Linked DNA regions of Hordeum vulgare: region 2 is linked to region 1. Evidence: chromatin contacts called from public Hi-C data. All regions are on one chromosome and are shown on one strand. The core of a region is the stretch at or near the end of the contact, and the rest is flanking DNA. Distances in the headings are between cores, read along the strand shown. Region 1 holds the start of LOC123447891 (mitogen-activated protein kinase kinase kinase 3-like). Region 2 has its middle 140 kb from the start of LOC123447893.

What was found. Hi-C and Micro-C count contacts between places; a contact is called where the count stands out from the background.
Region 2: a contact with region 1 is called in a Hi-C map of leaf, with 1.9 times the contacts expected there. The contact joins the enhancer-like site here to the promoter of LOC123447891 in region 1. A contact is called at or near these places in 2 of 6 Hi-C or Micro-C datasets (leaf and seedling).

Annotation. Positions count from the first base shown.
Region 1 is chr4H:65,089,108-65,096,923 of MorexV3_pseudomolecules_assembly, reverse strand. It overlaps LOC123447891 (mitogen-activated protein kinase kinase kinase 3-like), which reads left to right and starts at 2,963. Exons shown (of 11, transcript XM_045124607.1): 1 at 2,963-3,498; 2 at 4,502-4,975; 3 at 5,078-5,165; 4 at 5,256-5,318; 5 at 5,517-5,677; 6 at 5,775-5,850; 7 at 5,937-5,996; 8 at 6,070-6,177; 9 at 6,261-6,515; 10 at 6,694-6,824; 11 at 6,917-7,412. The coding sequence starts at 3,176. The coding sequence ends at 7,166. LOC123447892 reads right to left here. Exons shown (of 1, transcript XM_045124608.1): 1 at 7,170-7,816. The coding sequence ends at 7,502.
Region 2 is chr4H:65,467,427-65,475,242 of MorexV3_pseudomolecules_assembly, reverse strand. No RefSeq gene overlaps it. Among protein-coding and RNA genes, the nearest start is that of LOC123447893, 140 kb to the left of the region's middle. Within about 2 kb of position 3,617, at least 1 of the 3 cell types and tissues checked has open chromatin away from gene starts, as enhancers often do. A contact at or near this core is called in leaf, where this site is marked.

The DNA.
Region 1 (7,816 bases), core at 1,714-4,213:
CCTATGTCAATCGAAAAAATGCAAATGATTAAATTAGTTTGCAAGTTTCTATAATTGAGCCCAACTTGTTGTATTTCAGTTTTTCCCACAAGCTGTAAGCTGCAATGTTGATCATGTTAGTTGGCAGCCGTTTAGGATGGAAGTAACATAATTTGTATTCCATCATAAATTCTGGTCTGGTGTTGCATTTTAGTTCTGGTTGAGGCAAAAATATTGCCATTCTTTCATAGCGCAGCGAAGAGCACAACCCTGACTCCTTTCGTGGTGGCTCGCGAATTTGTTCAAGTTTATTTATCTTTTGGGTCATGTTCAGTTTTTTAACACGGTAGGATTATGGGTTTGAGGCTATCGTGAGTGTGAGCATTCATAGTGGAGTTGCACAATTGTTTATCTTCAGAAGTGGAAATATTAGTTATGTGGTCATGTACATTACTAATGATACCCATGTTTTAGAATGAATCATGAAGATAAATATGTTAGCCTCAAATTTGATCATGGATCGCCTTGATTTTGTTTAATTTTTAGGTATGTAAGCTGATATTTATCGTAACACACTCATGAACGTGTGTGGCGTACACATTGCAAATTACATGATGTTTTGTTTAATATCTCTATATGTCAACGAACTAAAAGATGTTTTCATCAATATCTCAATGTCAAAGTTTGTTCTTTATGTCTCAGTTTGTTACCCCGTAACAACGCACGGGCATCCAACTAGTCCAACTAAAATCAAAAAGGAAAAGAGCTCCCTTGCGATCTTTCGGGCAGCGCCAGAAGCTTCCCCACGCGCGCGCCGGGGCCGAATTAGGCGGACGGCGACGGCTGCGTGCATATTTCCCATGTGACGCCGATCGAGTTAAAAGCCATCCATCGACGCGAGACAGCGAGAGATCGGCGCAAGTGGTGCGGTGGCGACGGGTGCGTGGCGAGTGGCGACTGGCGACGGTGGTGGGCGCGCGCCATCCCTCCACTCACGCTCGCTCGCTCGCTCGCTCCCTGCTCACTCACTCAACCGGCCGGAGGTGACGTGCGACCTCGGCCGGCGCCCGGGCGAAAGGGCAAGGTGAACCAGCCACGAAGCCGCGGCGGCGGCCGCTGCACTCCCGCTTGTGCGCGCGCGGCGGACGTGCGTGAACCTCGCATTCCGTGCCAACATAAAAATATCGTACGTTCATGAGGGGAGACGCGACTACTATGTGCTGTTCGCTAATCTGGCGTGCTCATAGGTGGAATGCTTCTGCGTGGTACTACTCATCTTGTACACCTAATAACCAGTTTTTTCCTCCAAAATGATAATAAACAGGTTTTTATACATCGTATTAATACCTTTTTCTTCTTCTAGGATTGTGTATCGATATATTTCCTTCTTTTTTTAAGATTGTGTATTGTTTTCTCCGTAAATTAATATAAGAATGTTTAGATCATTAAAATAGTGATCTAAACGTTCCATTTTTTCGAGATTGCGTATTGCTTCCTTCGTAAACTAATATAAGAAGTATTTAGATCATTAAAATAGTGATCTAGACGCTTTTATATTAGTCTACAAAAGGGTAATATCTATTTCAAAGTTGGTATTTTATTGATTAAGCAATAAAGTCACATAAGGTATCCCGGATACAATCGGGAAAAGATGCAAAACGCACAACAAACTCGAATTCTTACAAGAATTATGTACCAATACCGTTGTGTAAGTTAGAAGTACTCGACTCCCCCAAACTTTGGTAACTCCAACTTCGACGCAAAGTAAACATTTGCAATGGTGTGGAAGCACGAAAAAAACCATCTCGTAAAACTTTTGGAGATGGCTTCCACTGATTGAAGCATGCGACAAAAAATGTAAAGTTTGATTATTTGTTTTCCTCCGAGTGAAGTGTGTTTTCTAATCTCGAATTTAAAGAGCTGATTGTAGTCGAACCCTTATCTCCCAATCCATGAAATTAGGGACCACCAAACTTAACGGTCCCATTTATTTCACGACGAAATTGTGTTTTCTATCAAGATCACAAAGCGTTGCCGGTAGAGACATGGAGCAATGCCGCCTAGCCAGAGCTAAATGCGTAGAGACCCCATTCAGGGAAGCGACGTGAGAGATCGCCTCGCAAGACAATTCAGGAAGATGACTATCACAAATCATTCCCCATGTTCAAATTATTTTCTATAATCGATCGTCTGATCATCCTTTGTAATCTCTTCTCTGCTAAATCAGTGAAAAGCCAATGAATGAATGCGGATTGCGGGCAATATCATGGGTGCTATGTCCATGTAGCGGATTTGTAAAAACACTACTTCATTCATTTTTAAAATATCATACTATTAGTCTATATAGAGATTTCAATATAAACCACATACGGAGTAAAATGAATGAATCTGCGTTGTAAAATATGTATATATATATCAGTACGTAGTCAGTATTAAAATATCTATAAAACTATATTTAGGAACGAAGGAGTAGATTGTTGTCTACAGTATATTTTTAGATCATTAACAAAAAATAGCGACATTTAATTTAAGCAATATTATCTCCGCTATTTGAAACTATGGCACTAATACATCACTAGTGCTCGTCTTTTGGACTCAATAGCATCACTGCTCACTAATAACTCTGCCGGCAGCCAGTAAACAAGTGATGAAAGGAAACGAGAAGTCTTCCCGCAGCCGGGCAACCACTCCCTCCGCTCTGCGTGCTTCTAGCAGCGCGTCCCCGTCGACCCCACCGGACACGTCACGCCACGTCCACGCCACCACCGTGTTCGCGGGCCCCGCATGCAGCGACGCCACACGGTCCCACTCCCACAGGCCAGCCGCCCCCAACAACTGGCGGGCCCCGCCTACCGGCCTCAGAAGATCGTGACCCCATCGCCACCCGCCTACGTGTGCAGCTTCCAGGCGGGAGACAGATATCGCTACGCGCACCCACAGTGGGGGAGAGAGCTCGAGACAACGGGGGCTGCGCGGGTGGGGCCCGCCAAGGGGACCCCGGTCGTTACAAGAGTCCCCGCCCCCTCTCGCTCCTCCTCTCCCGCGTGTACGCCTCTCTGTCTCCCACCTCCGGCTTCCTCCACGACGATAGCCATTTCAGCCCCCTCCCCCCTCTCTCCCGCATCTCTCTCTCTGGGGACTAGCTTTCCCGGCCAAACGAGCGCTGCGTGGCCTGCGGCGCCGTGCGGGAGGCAGGATGCCGGCGTGGTGGAAGGGCAAGGGCAGGAGCAAGAGCAAGGCGGCGGCGCCGGCGGGGGACGCCGGCGCAATTCCGGCCGGAAAGGACGGGGAGAAGGACAGGAAGAACAAGAAGGCGAGCAGCTTCGACGAGGCGCTTATCTCCAGGGAAGGCCGCGGGAAGCAGCCGGCGCCGGCGGTCGGGCACCCGCTGCCGCGGCCGGCGTCCATGCCGTCGGCCTCCGCCCCCGCGTCCGCCTCCGCGTCCGCGTCCAGCGGGGGCAGCTCGTCGCTCGGGTCCTCCGCCGCCTCCGACGAGCCGCTGGATCTCGGAATCTACAGGTGAGGGGCAGCCCGCCATGCATACTGATCGGCAGAGTACTAGTAGTTGGCCCGGTGGTTAATCTGCTGGGCTTGGGTGGTTGGTTGGTTGCTTCACACACAGGCTAAAAGTTCGAGCTTTTGCTCCTGCGCTCGTGCTGAATTCGGTGTAAAGTTTGGCGTGTTCTGGCGGCGCTAGGCGTGTGGTACTAGTTGCTGCTGTTCTGCTGAATTATTATTCTTATTCTTTTTGTTGAATATATATGCCGTCAGTCGGCAATTGGAGGTAGAGTTGAGCTGTTCTTGTCATCTGTTTGGTTTCGAGATTAGTTTTTTCTTTTCTTTTTGCTGCTTTGCTCGGAGCTGCAACTTTGATGTTTCTCTGGTTTTCCTCCCGAAAGTTATGTTCCTGTGCACTGATTAATTCTTTGGTCAGTTGGCGGATGAATCCAGTTGGAACAAGATTCTGCTGCCCTGTTAGCCTGAAAAAAAGAAGGATCTCCTTCGATCCCTGATTCATACTAGCTGTTTATAAAATTCAGGCTATTGTCTGGGCCTTGATCGATGGGTTTGGTTTTGCTGTTAACAAAGATGAATTTTATAAAATTCAGTGTTGTTTTCTTGGTTGCAACACTGATCCTTATCGTTTGGATCTCCGTTTGGCACTAGATTAGTGATGTTTTTACGGTAAATTTTCGTTGCTGTTATAACTGTTGTTTGTATTGATTTTTCAAGGCAGTTCCATCAGCCGATTTGCCAATCTCATCTAGAATTTGTTATTGTGCAAATTAATCTCGAACTCTGTGGCCCAACTTATCGCCGTGTGCTACAAGCATATGAGACAATGCTTGTTGACCTTTTCTTCTTTCAAATAAAGAAATATTACTAAACGACATTCCTTCACCCCCAATTATGGTGTTAAGATATGATAGCTCTAGAATGCTTTAAAAAATCTAGTGATGTCAAGTGATTGGTTCAAGGATGTGCGTTTCAACTGACTTGATTTTCATGCTTGATTCAATAGGATATCGGATGCAAACAAAACGCCGGCCATTGATTCTCGGAGACAAAGTCTTGTGCTAGACGAAGGACGCTTCGTCATAAGCAATCTGGCTTTGGAGAATAACAGATCGTTTGAACCCTCAGTTTCTCCAAGGAAAGAATTTCAGGCCAATATTTTGGATCTTCCAAGTGATCGAACGACGTACTGTCATGGCCGAAAATCGACAGAAATTGTGTTTGCTACACGGATGCCAAGCTCTCCCCCTAGTTCAAGAGGAAAACACTGTCCAACCTCACCTGTGCATTCAAGAGCATTTGGGCAATGCCCAGGATCCCCTACTGGGTGGCAAGACGATTCCCGGAGCTCAAGTTCACCGCACCCACTTCCTCTTCCACCAGGCTCCCCGTGCACATCTCGTTCCCTCCATTCACAGTGGAAGAAGGGGAAGTTATTAGGCAGTGGAACATTTGGGCAAGTATACCTCGGATTCAACAGGTGCGCTGTTTGATGCTAAGAGCCTCTATTTTCCCCTATTCTTCAGAAACTGAACCTTTGCTTTGTAGCAGTATACTTACCTGCACTCTAAATGTAATGCAGCGAAGGTGGCCAAATGTGTGCAATTAAAGAGGTTAAGGTTATTGCTGATGATTCGAACTCAAAAGAGTGTCTGAGGCAGCTAAATCAGGTATCATCTTTGGAGCATATTGGATTAGTCAGCATCATTCTCATGTAACGGAGTTACTTCATTGATACTGACACTGCTCCTTATTGACAGGAAATGCTGCTCCTGAATCAGCTTTCCCATCCAAACATTGTGCAGTACTATGGCAGTGAACTGGTAAATACAAAACATATGACGATCTTCCATGCTTTATTCTTGAACATGTAACATTATTATAAATTACCCAAGCAATCACAGCCGCTATAATATTTTATCTGAAAGTTAAGTGGTGCTACAATGTTAACTTGGTAGATACATTAGAATATATATATTTATTTACCACTTTGCCTGAATAAGTTTCATATTGCAATGCAGTCTAGTGAAACACTCTCAGTCTATCTTGAGTTTGTTTCTGGGGGCTCTATACATAAGTTGCTTCAAGAATATGGTCCATTTGGGGAGGCAGTCCTCCGGAGTTACACTGCGCAGATCCTTTCTGGCCTTGCATACTTGCATGGGCGGAATACAGTGCACAGGTATTAAGCAGTCATCAAAGTAAATAGAATAGGATGGCTATTTGTTTTTGAAAAACATTACATCTTTCTTACTGATGAAAACTTACCTTTCTCACAGGGATATCAAAGGAGCAAATATACTTGTAGATCCTAATGGTGACATCAAACTTGCAGATTTCGGTATGGCCAAGCATGTAAGTACTAATACTGTGTCAATGATCTGACATTTATTTTATTTATACATACATCAGTTTGTTAAATGTGCATTTTATTTATACAGATATCAGCATACACATCCATCAAATCTTTCAAAGGAAGCCCCTACTGGATGGCTCCAGAGGTAAGGCTACTGTAATTTTCTCGTGTATTTTTCCTTGTTAGTTGAACACCAACTGATATTATTTTTTCCCCAGGTTATCATGAATACAAATGGATATAGCCTTTCAGTGGACATTTGGAGCCTTGGCTGCACCATTCTTGAGATGGCAACTGCAAGGCCTCCATGGAGTCAGTACGAAGGGGTGAGTGTAATGACAATTTTAAATAGCTATGGTGGTTGTTCTTCTTCTGATTGTATGCTAAGATTTTGTAATCAATTTCACAGGTGGCTGCAATATTCAAAATTGGAAACAGCAAAGACATACCTGATATCCCAGATCATCTTTCTTCTGAAGCGAAAAGCTTTTTGAAACTCTGCTTGCAGCGCGATCCTGCTGCACGCCCAACTGCTGCTCAATTAATAGAACATCCTTGGGTGAAAGACCAAGCTTCAGCTAGGTCCTCTAGGTCTGGCTCTGGCTCTGGCTCTGGCATTACTAGGGATATGTTCCCAACTTCCACTGACGGCAGCAAAGCGTCGGTACGTCTACAGTCTATGTCTATGCACCGTCAAATATTGGTCTATATTATGAAATCTGCCTGTGCGTGTGCTATGTATGATAACCAGTTATGGCTAGATGAGATCATCTCTCATATTAGTTAGCCTGAATATCGAGTGTGGTGTCCTTTAATTTCTAACCACTATGATTAAATTTCAGGTAAAGACAAGCATCGAGTTGTCATCCTACAGAAGCTTATCACCTCTACGAGATACTAATCTCAGGATGAGAAACTTAGCGGTGCCAGCATCTTCTATTCCTTCGATATCAACTCGCAGGGCCTCTGCCATGTATGTTCTCGTTTACTAATTTTGCTAAAAATATGGTAAATTACATCTCTTGCATCGTCTAACAGAATATTCTAATCTGATTTGTCCAGCAGCGCATCCAGTGTACGTATGAACATGTCCCTCCCCGTCTCGCCATGCACTAGCCCGTTACGGCAGTACAGGCAGTCGAACCGGAGTTGTTTGCCATCACCTCCGCATCCAGCATATTCGGCTGGAGCAGCCAACTACAGCCCTATCAACAATGTGCTGTACCCTACGCGGCCAAGCAACTATCTCACAGACCCGTGGCTCGAAACGCCTCGCCAGAAAACGCAAACATTTGATTCTCCAAGAAGATTGTAGAAATTTCAAACATACATGTTTTGCATACTGGGACGAAAGATACCCCATAAGTTATGGTGTTAGAACTTAGGAGGACAAAGGCGGGTTTTTTTTTTTTTTTGCTTTCTGTTTCACCCTTTCTGTATGTATCTCACCCTCAGGATACAGTTGCCTCGTCCTTTGTACAAATTAAATGAGCTCTAGTGAAAAAGAATAGCATTTTTGTTCAAGAAAAGAGAGAATGGCATTTCAGGCTGTCCTTCAGTACCTTCATCTGTTGTGTCCCTCGTATGATCAATTTGGAATGAATACAGGTCTCTATCAATCTTCGGAAGATGTCGCGAATATGGAGAAATTCAGGGCAGTTTTATCTGATGCACTTGGAACACATCCCCTCTGTATGTCACCGCCTTCTCTTCAACACCAAGGCCCCAGAGATGCCCTTGTAGCTTCAATACTCCCTTGGCACCCTCACCTTTCTTGACGACGATATCGCTGCTAGTCCCAGTGTCGGTATTTGCCGCTTCCCAGACAAACCTGAAGACACGGAGAGCGCGGCTCAGCTGCTTGATGCCGCTCCGGACCGCAAGTTCATCGCCGTCGATGAGGAATTTCACGGCGTGCAGGGTGACATTCTTGCCTTCCTTGCCGGACAGGCGCTTGCCGAGATG
Region 2 (7,816 bases), core at 2,368-4,867, 380 kb before region 1:
CGTTCAGCTGGAACCCCCACTCTTGTTCAGCATAAGGCTCCCAATTAACCTAGTACCAAAAAACGGTAAGCTCACGTGACAGTGTCATAAAAAATATTCAAAATCTAGTTCGTATACCTGGAAAGGCGTCAAAGCATCAATCTCGTTGGTGAAGACCTTGTACAAAGCCTTGGATGTGCCCGTATAGACGCCCACCCGGTCCTAAGCATACACGACGATCGGGTATCGAGGTTCGTCGCCATCATCTTCGCCATAGTCTTCCCATTCCAGCAGTTTGAGTTTCTCCACATGCCCCACTGGGATTCGCTCCCACATCCAAACGGAAAGGGCCCAGGAACATCCACACATACCGGATGATGATTCCGTCCTCTGGGTTGCGTCATCAAGCTACAAAAAACATGTTGATGATAAGATGACATAACTTAAAGGAGCATATGTGACATAAATTAAAACAATGAAATATTCTCTTACCGAATGGCATAGGTAGGCGAGGCCGGCGGACCCCCAGCTGTACCCTGCACCCTAGTCAGCTAGGAAGTCAAGATACATCCATAGGGATGTGTCCCCAAAGCAGTATGGAAAAACAACATTTGTGAGAAGGTACCATAGGTAGGCCCTGGCGTACTGCTCCACCACTCGGGTTTCGACACCATCCGGGCAATTGCTCTGGTGCTTCAGAAGCCAGGGAAATAGTACGCTGGAAGTACGGTTAGCCTTAGTGGGAGAGCGGTCGCCGATAAGGGCGATAACCCTATCCTCCCAGTTCCTCCTGTCTACTCGGCCTATGAGAGCACGACCATCGATCGGTAGGGCTATAATCATCCCCCAATCCTCGAGGGTCACCGTCATCTCCCCACATAGAAGATGGAAACTGTGCGTCTCTTGCCACCATCGGTCGATCAAAGCTGTGAGAGCCGAGAGGACAAGCGTCGGCGGCTTACGCTTGAACTACATGACGAAATCCAACAGTGGGGCTCTCTTGTAGAACTGCGCGTAGTGCTCGTTGTACACCATCTTAACGGTCGTCCTGTGACCCCTCATCTGCATTGGCGGAAGCATATGCCAAAATGAAGACCCAAATAATTAGTAACATATTTTCATCAATTTGAACAACTTTGTTCAACAATGGTAATTACCACTCCATTCTCAATGAAACGGACACGATGACCCTTGTCGAACGTAGAGTCAAGCATGGTATACTTAGTTCCGATGTTGTCCGCAAGAGGTGCCCTCCTATTTTTTTTTGCATAAACCTAAGCATAGATAAGAATAAGCATAATTAAAATAGCATAAGCATGAATAAACAAACACTATTAATAATTTTTATTCATTCAATTTGAAAACATGATTCTCATAAGCATGATTCATTTATTCATTTTCCATAAGATTGTTTTAACATTATTTAATCATTTCTTTAATTTCTAAAAAATAAGTAAATACATACAATTTTCTCCAACATCACTATATCCAAGGCTTGATTCATATCACAAAGGTTAATCACATCAAAACAAACCTATGAATTCATTCCTTCAACATGCATCATATCAAGATTTTTTTACATGAACTAGGGTTCATCATGCAACTAGGATTCATCATGTAGTTCATCATGAAAATACATACAATCTCTCCAACGAGTAAATACAAGTTCAAATCCAACCCCATAGAACATCTAGAATCAACCTAAAATCATGTGGTACAAAAACATTAAATCTAGTTTGAAAATAGGAGTGGCTTCAATCAAATAATGCGACGAATCGGAAGCTATTTGACTAAAACTAAATGGAACGATCAGAGGAGCTTACTTTTCTCGTTTCGGAGACATCTCGATCCGCAAAAATGGTGAAGAAACGGAAGAGATCCGAGGGAGAGAGTGGAGGAGACAAGAGAGGTTCCCCCTCTCGGTTCTTGAGGCTGCCGCGGGGTGGGGTGGGGAGGAGATGGGGAGGGCGAACCGGCGGTTCAGCCTTATAATGTTTCAGACCCTACCGCCAGACACTGCGGTGGTGGGTTATCACGTCCTACAGCCAGCCTATGTGGCGGTAGGGCCGTAACAACGATCGTCAGTTACACGTTGACGTGGTTAAGTGAGCTACCGTCGAGTGCTCGGGCTGTAGCCTGGGTAAACCTGCCTCCGCAGGGTGTGGCGGTAGGTAAAAGGGTCAGATTCGAAAAAAATAATCCCACCGGGGTCACATCCAGCTTAACGTTACTAAAAAGGTCAAAACAGTGAATTTGACCTCCACCCGCGACACTGTGGCCGACCGCGTTATCCTTGGCTCTGGGTCGCTCTCGGGTTGGTGTGGCCGGAGACACCGCAACCATCCGCAACTCCCCGTCTTTGCCTCGGGCTGTGCCTCACCATCTTCTTCTCTCCCGAATCAACCATGTAAAGTTTTTTTTAACACAGTACAAATGCAAGCTCTTATATACACGTACATATACTCATCCTTATGAACATACGCACGCACACCACATTCCTATGAGCACTTTTGAATCAAGGGAAGTTGCATTTTCAAGTAGCCTACAAATAGCAAACACGGAATTTAGTGGGTTGTTTCCACTAGTGTTATCATTATTTACATATTTATATTAGAGTTTCTGGTCCTGGTGACTAACCTAAAAAAGATGCTGGATTGGGCGATAGGAGACCTGCCTGAATCTTGCAGGTGACATATATGAGGCTGCAAATCATCATATTCCGTAGTTCAGAAGCATCCATCACATTCCACATCAACCTTGCTTCCATCATAGGGTAGTTGTGATTAGTTGCACACATTACCACCAATAAGTTAACCTGATGTGACATTTCTTAATACTGGCTAGTAACCACTAGCTTTCCGAACGGCTTGCGTGCACCAGATGGCACAACAATACCAGTTGGAAGCTAAATTTTTTATTTATTACAAACATAATAATATAATACTTTCTCTCCTTTTCCTTCCTGCCCACAGCATATTCATACATACATGATTGATCGAGAGTGCCTCGAATTATCTAGGAAGAGCGTTAGGGCTACTTTATCTTTTGTTAAAGTTGTACTTCAGATAAACTCTAAGAAAGATGATGCTTCTCATCACATAAAGAGACCAAATTATGCTAAGATTCAATCCGGTGTCCGGGCTCCTGCATCCGGTGAACAGTAAATAATAGAAAAAACTGAGTTTTTTTATGCAGAATGATTTGGTGCGGCAGGTGCGGGCAAAATTTCACAGCTAAATGACATTTAAGAAGCTTGAGAGAAAAAAATAAGTTCCAAACTGTGCTGTTTTCGAAGTATTATCGTATGTCTCAAATTTATCCTTTTTGCTGAGAGATATTGAAATGTCCAAACTTCGCGAAATGTTGCATGGACTCTACGTACATGAGCATCTCACATCACAAGAAAAATTGGATTTTTTAAATCTTGTTTACTACTTTGCACTATTTTATTGTTTACATGCGGGTGCAAATGCACCCGAGAGCCAAAACACTTCAGAATTGTGTGTAAGTTTGTACTTAATAGCAGGATTCAAAGACGTGTTAACCAAGAAAAGGTATTTATTGTTAATGAAGTACACCAAAACTAATACACTCATAAACAAATAGATGGAGGATAAACTACGCTAAGCCTCCTTTTTATGATGATTGGGACTTTCTTTATATTTGTGTAATCAGTGTGATTGTGATTCTATGGTCCAAAGGCAATAGAACTTTTCCTTTATCTCCAAAAGATATCAGTATATAAGAAAACTGTATATAGCCTTTTTCGGTTGGACATCGACATTTTCCCAGTGGGCGTGCACCTTGGCTATAAAAAAATGATAGAACATAACTTGTATATATTAAACTGTAGAAGAATCTAGCAACACAAAACAACCCAGATAAGACACATTGCATGACAGGATCCAAGGGAAATATGATACTCCAAGGACTAGCTTCATTACGTAGTACTCTCTCTTTTTTAAAATAAATGTCTCAAGTTTAATATAACTTTGTATGATATTTAATATAAAATTAAAATACTTATTTAAAACGACAGGAATAGGTTCTATGAAAAAAAAAATACAATGAGAGCATAAGCCGAATTTACAGATGCATGCATCTGCCCGGCTGCGCCTGACCGCATCATTGCATGGCGGTCCGCAAACTGATTTGACCCACCACAGTTCTCAGCACAGTTTAAGTTTTAGCACCCATTCGTTTCTACTCGTTCTGTACACTAATATAGAAACGTTTAGATCATTAAAATAGTGATCTAAACACTCTTATTACAGAGAAAGTACAAGTTCTAATGGATGAAACATCGTGAAGATTTAAGAACTTGTTAAAACTTATTCAAAAGTAGTTTCATTTTAAATCCGTTGTCACAAGGAACCGAATATGCTTATAGTAGTTTACAGAGGAAGTACATATTTTAATGGATGAAACATCGTGAAGATTTAAGAACTTGTTAAAACTTATTCAAAACTAGTTTCATTTTAAATCCGTTGTCACAAGGAACCGAATATGCAAACAAAATACAGATTGTACTTTCCGTTCAAAAGATATAGGGGTTGTTTGGTCCGAGACTAAGTTTGCCTAATGAGATCTTCACCACCAACTCCCAAAGCACCTACATGTGTTTGGACCACATGGTCCAGATCTCGAAAGTCATCCAACACGGTCCTGTATCGTTTCGTCCCGCAGTCCGGAACACGTTTCTCCCGCAAATTGAAACCAAACCCGGGGGAGAGGGCTTTACAGGAGTCCGCAAAAGAGACACATCTCTTACACTAGCCCAGCCAAAAAGAAGGCGGAGCATGTGCTTTTGTAGCACCTTCATTGTTTCCGCACCGAAATCCCCCACTGTCTTCTTCCATCCCGCTGCTCTCCACCCAATCCCCGTACTTTTCTCCCACTTCCTTCCTCGCTCTCTCCACACACACATTGAACCAAATAAGGACCTTCCGGAGATGGAGGTGCTGGTGGTGGTGCAGAATGATCCCCACATCACCCTCGTCTAGAAGATCAACTCGACGACGCGACAAATTCACCGCGTCAAAGCGAAGGGCACAAAGGAGGGGAATCTTAAGAAGGGGAATGTCGGCGGCGGGTGTTTTGATGGCAACGGTGGCGGTGGGTGTGCTGGTCACACACGTGGTGGAGGTCGCAGCCCGGGTCGTTGAGCCTTGATGGTAAAGCCCTCCGTCGAGATGCCGCCATGGCCCCCAGTAGCTCGGTAGGAAGTCCACAACAACCACCATTGGGCAAGTACCTGGCATCATCGACGTAAACACGACACCACTGCTCTTCTTGGAGTCTTCGTTGTCGTGGCTCGTCCGGCACGGACTGGGGTTAGGAGCACATGGTGTGTGCACGTTGTTCGCTACTATGCCTAAAGCAGGCGAGAAGGCGTACGGCGACGCAAACATGGAGATGTTTGACATCATCCACGACAGAGGCGAGGGTCGAGGTGATTATGAGGACGGGCAGGTGGAAGACTCGAATCCCACCCAATTTGGAAACTACACCCCCACGTAACAGGGCTACACCTAGACTGGCATGCAACAGTCCTACACCCACACTCGCATGGGCACACAACAACAAGAGGTGGAGGAGAACGAGGAGGACCGCGAGGACAATGATCCGGATGATTTTAGCGGTGATCCGAATAAGAAGAGTTCACTAGCCTCGGTCCGATCCATGGCACGGAGCAAAATGCCTCAACTTTTTGGGCCAACATTCACACATGGTTCCATGAACACAAGCATTTCGTACCCAACTCCGATGCGCTCATCCGCAAACGTGAACCAAAGTCCCCCAACCATCGATGGTACACCATCTAAGAAGCCATCTCGAAATACAACGACCACTTAGTGCATCTCATCGAACGGTGGTCTAGTGGTGCGCAAATCACCGACAAAGTAAGTTCATTGGATGGATATCCATAGTATTGTTGAGCACTAGAGGTATGTGTGCATAGTCTTGCTGATTAATAGCCGGATGTGTGCATAGTTTTATTGATTGGTAGTCGAACGTGCATAGTTTAGTTGATCACTAGCCGGATGTGTGCATAGTTTTGTTGACAATGTTGTTGGATGTGCATAGTTTTGTTGATGACTAGCCGGATGTGCGTAGTTTCATTGATCAATAACTCGATGTGGTTTTGTTCACAATGTGTCCAGATGTGCATATTTTGTTGATGACTAACCGCATGTGCTTAGTGTTGTTGATCACTAGCCGGATGTTTGCACAGTTTTGTTGAAAATGCCGACGGATGTGCATAGTTTTGTTGGTCACTAGCCATATTTACATAGTTTTGTTGATCACTAGTCGACGTGTGCATATTTTTGTTGATCACTAGATGGATGTGTGCACAGTTATGTTAATCACTAGTGGGATGTGTGCATAGTTTTGTTGACAATGCTTTATTTGTTTCCTTCTCAGGCGTGTACGGTATTGAAGAAGTTGGAGAAGCAAAAATTCAACAACATGCATTGTTGGTTGGAGTTGAATGAGCAACCATGGTACGTATACACACTGTTCAAGAATTCGTCCGATTAACCAGTTAACTTGCCAGTTAATCGCTACTCTTAGGGTGACCGAATCGAATAACACCTATTCGTCGTGTTAACTTGTCATGCCGATTAATGGGCCAGTTAGACCGACTAATGAGTTGTCATACCGATTAATTAGTTGTCAGACCGATTAATCACTAGTGGTTTATTAACTGGTGGACAAACGAATCCCAAAATTTTGGCACATAATGCCTCCCACCCCCTCTTTCTACTATTACCTAGGGTTTGGCCCTCCTCGCGCTTCCTCATGCTCCTTTCATCCCCTCCTAACCTGGCTGGTGGCTAGTCGTGTTCTCACCAGTGCCAGTCTCCACACTACACCTGGAAGATCTAGTTGCTCCGCCATTCTGGTCGCTTGCCTCGACCCCACCCCCCTTGGACAATCCCCATCCTCTCCCATGGGATGCTCCCCAATCTCTTCCTAAATGGCGTCACCAGCAGGCAAGGTACTACCATCTTCCCCCCCCCCCATACCTTACTTGAGAATCTAGCATTCATATATTAGTAGATTATGAATTACAATTTTGTAGATGGATGGATGGAACTGTTGGTTTTGGCTGTTATTTGTAGTATATTATGTGATGTATGTTAGCAAGTATATGGATAAGTTTAAATGTTTAATTGCTCAATTTAAAATTTGAGATTTTATATATTTAGATGTATAACGATTATTAATTTTACCTCTTATCTATTTTTTATATGCCTACAATAGAATATTTTGGTATATTACATAGCTAGGTGCATGGAATTATGCTATGATACATAAAAAAAATTAGATATAAGTTGGCAACTTTCTGTTTAATCTACCGATTAATGGTCGACCGGGTAATCCACTTAATAGGCCGATTCACCGATTAATCGCTACTCCCAAGCCGACCGAGCAGCTACCAGTTACCGATTTCTTGAACAATGCGTATACATAACCATGGCTGCCACCCAAGACACCAAGGAAAATACCGTGACCCAACCGATCCAACAAAAGAACCACCAAGAAGGTTAGAATACAACTTCAGGGAAAGAAGTGGGAGGAGGATATAGCTAATAGAGAAGGTGCAATGGTGAAGTTGACGGAGAAGTTCGAGGACATCTTGTCCAAGAAGGAGGAGGCATACGTCGAGCGCTCGAACATCAAGGAGGAAAATAAGGAGGGGAGGTTCAAACTATTGATGCATGTGGCCGAGAAGAAGCTAGCGCTCAAAGAGAAGAGGGCCATGATCAAAGAGAATAAGACTATGCTCAGAGAAAAGAAGGTGAAGATCACAACCAATGCGGAGGACGCC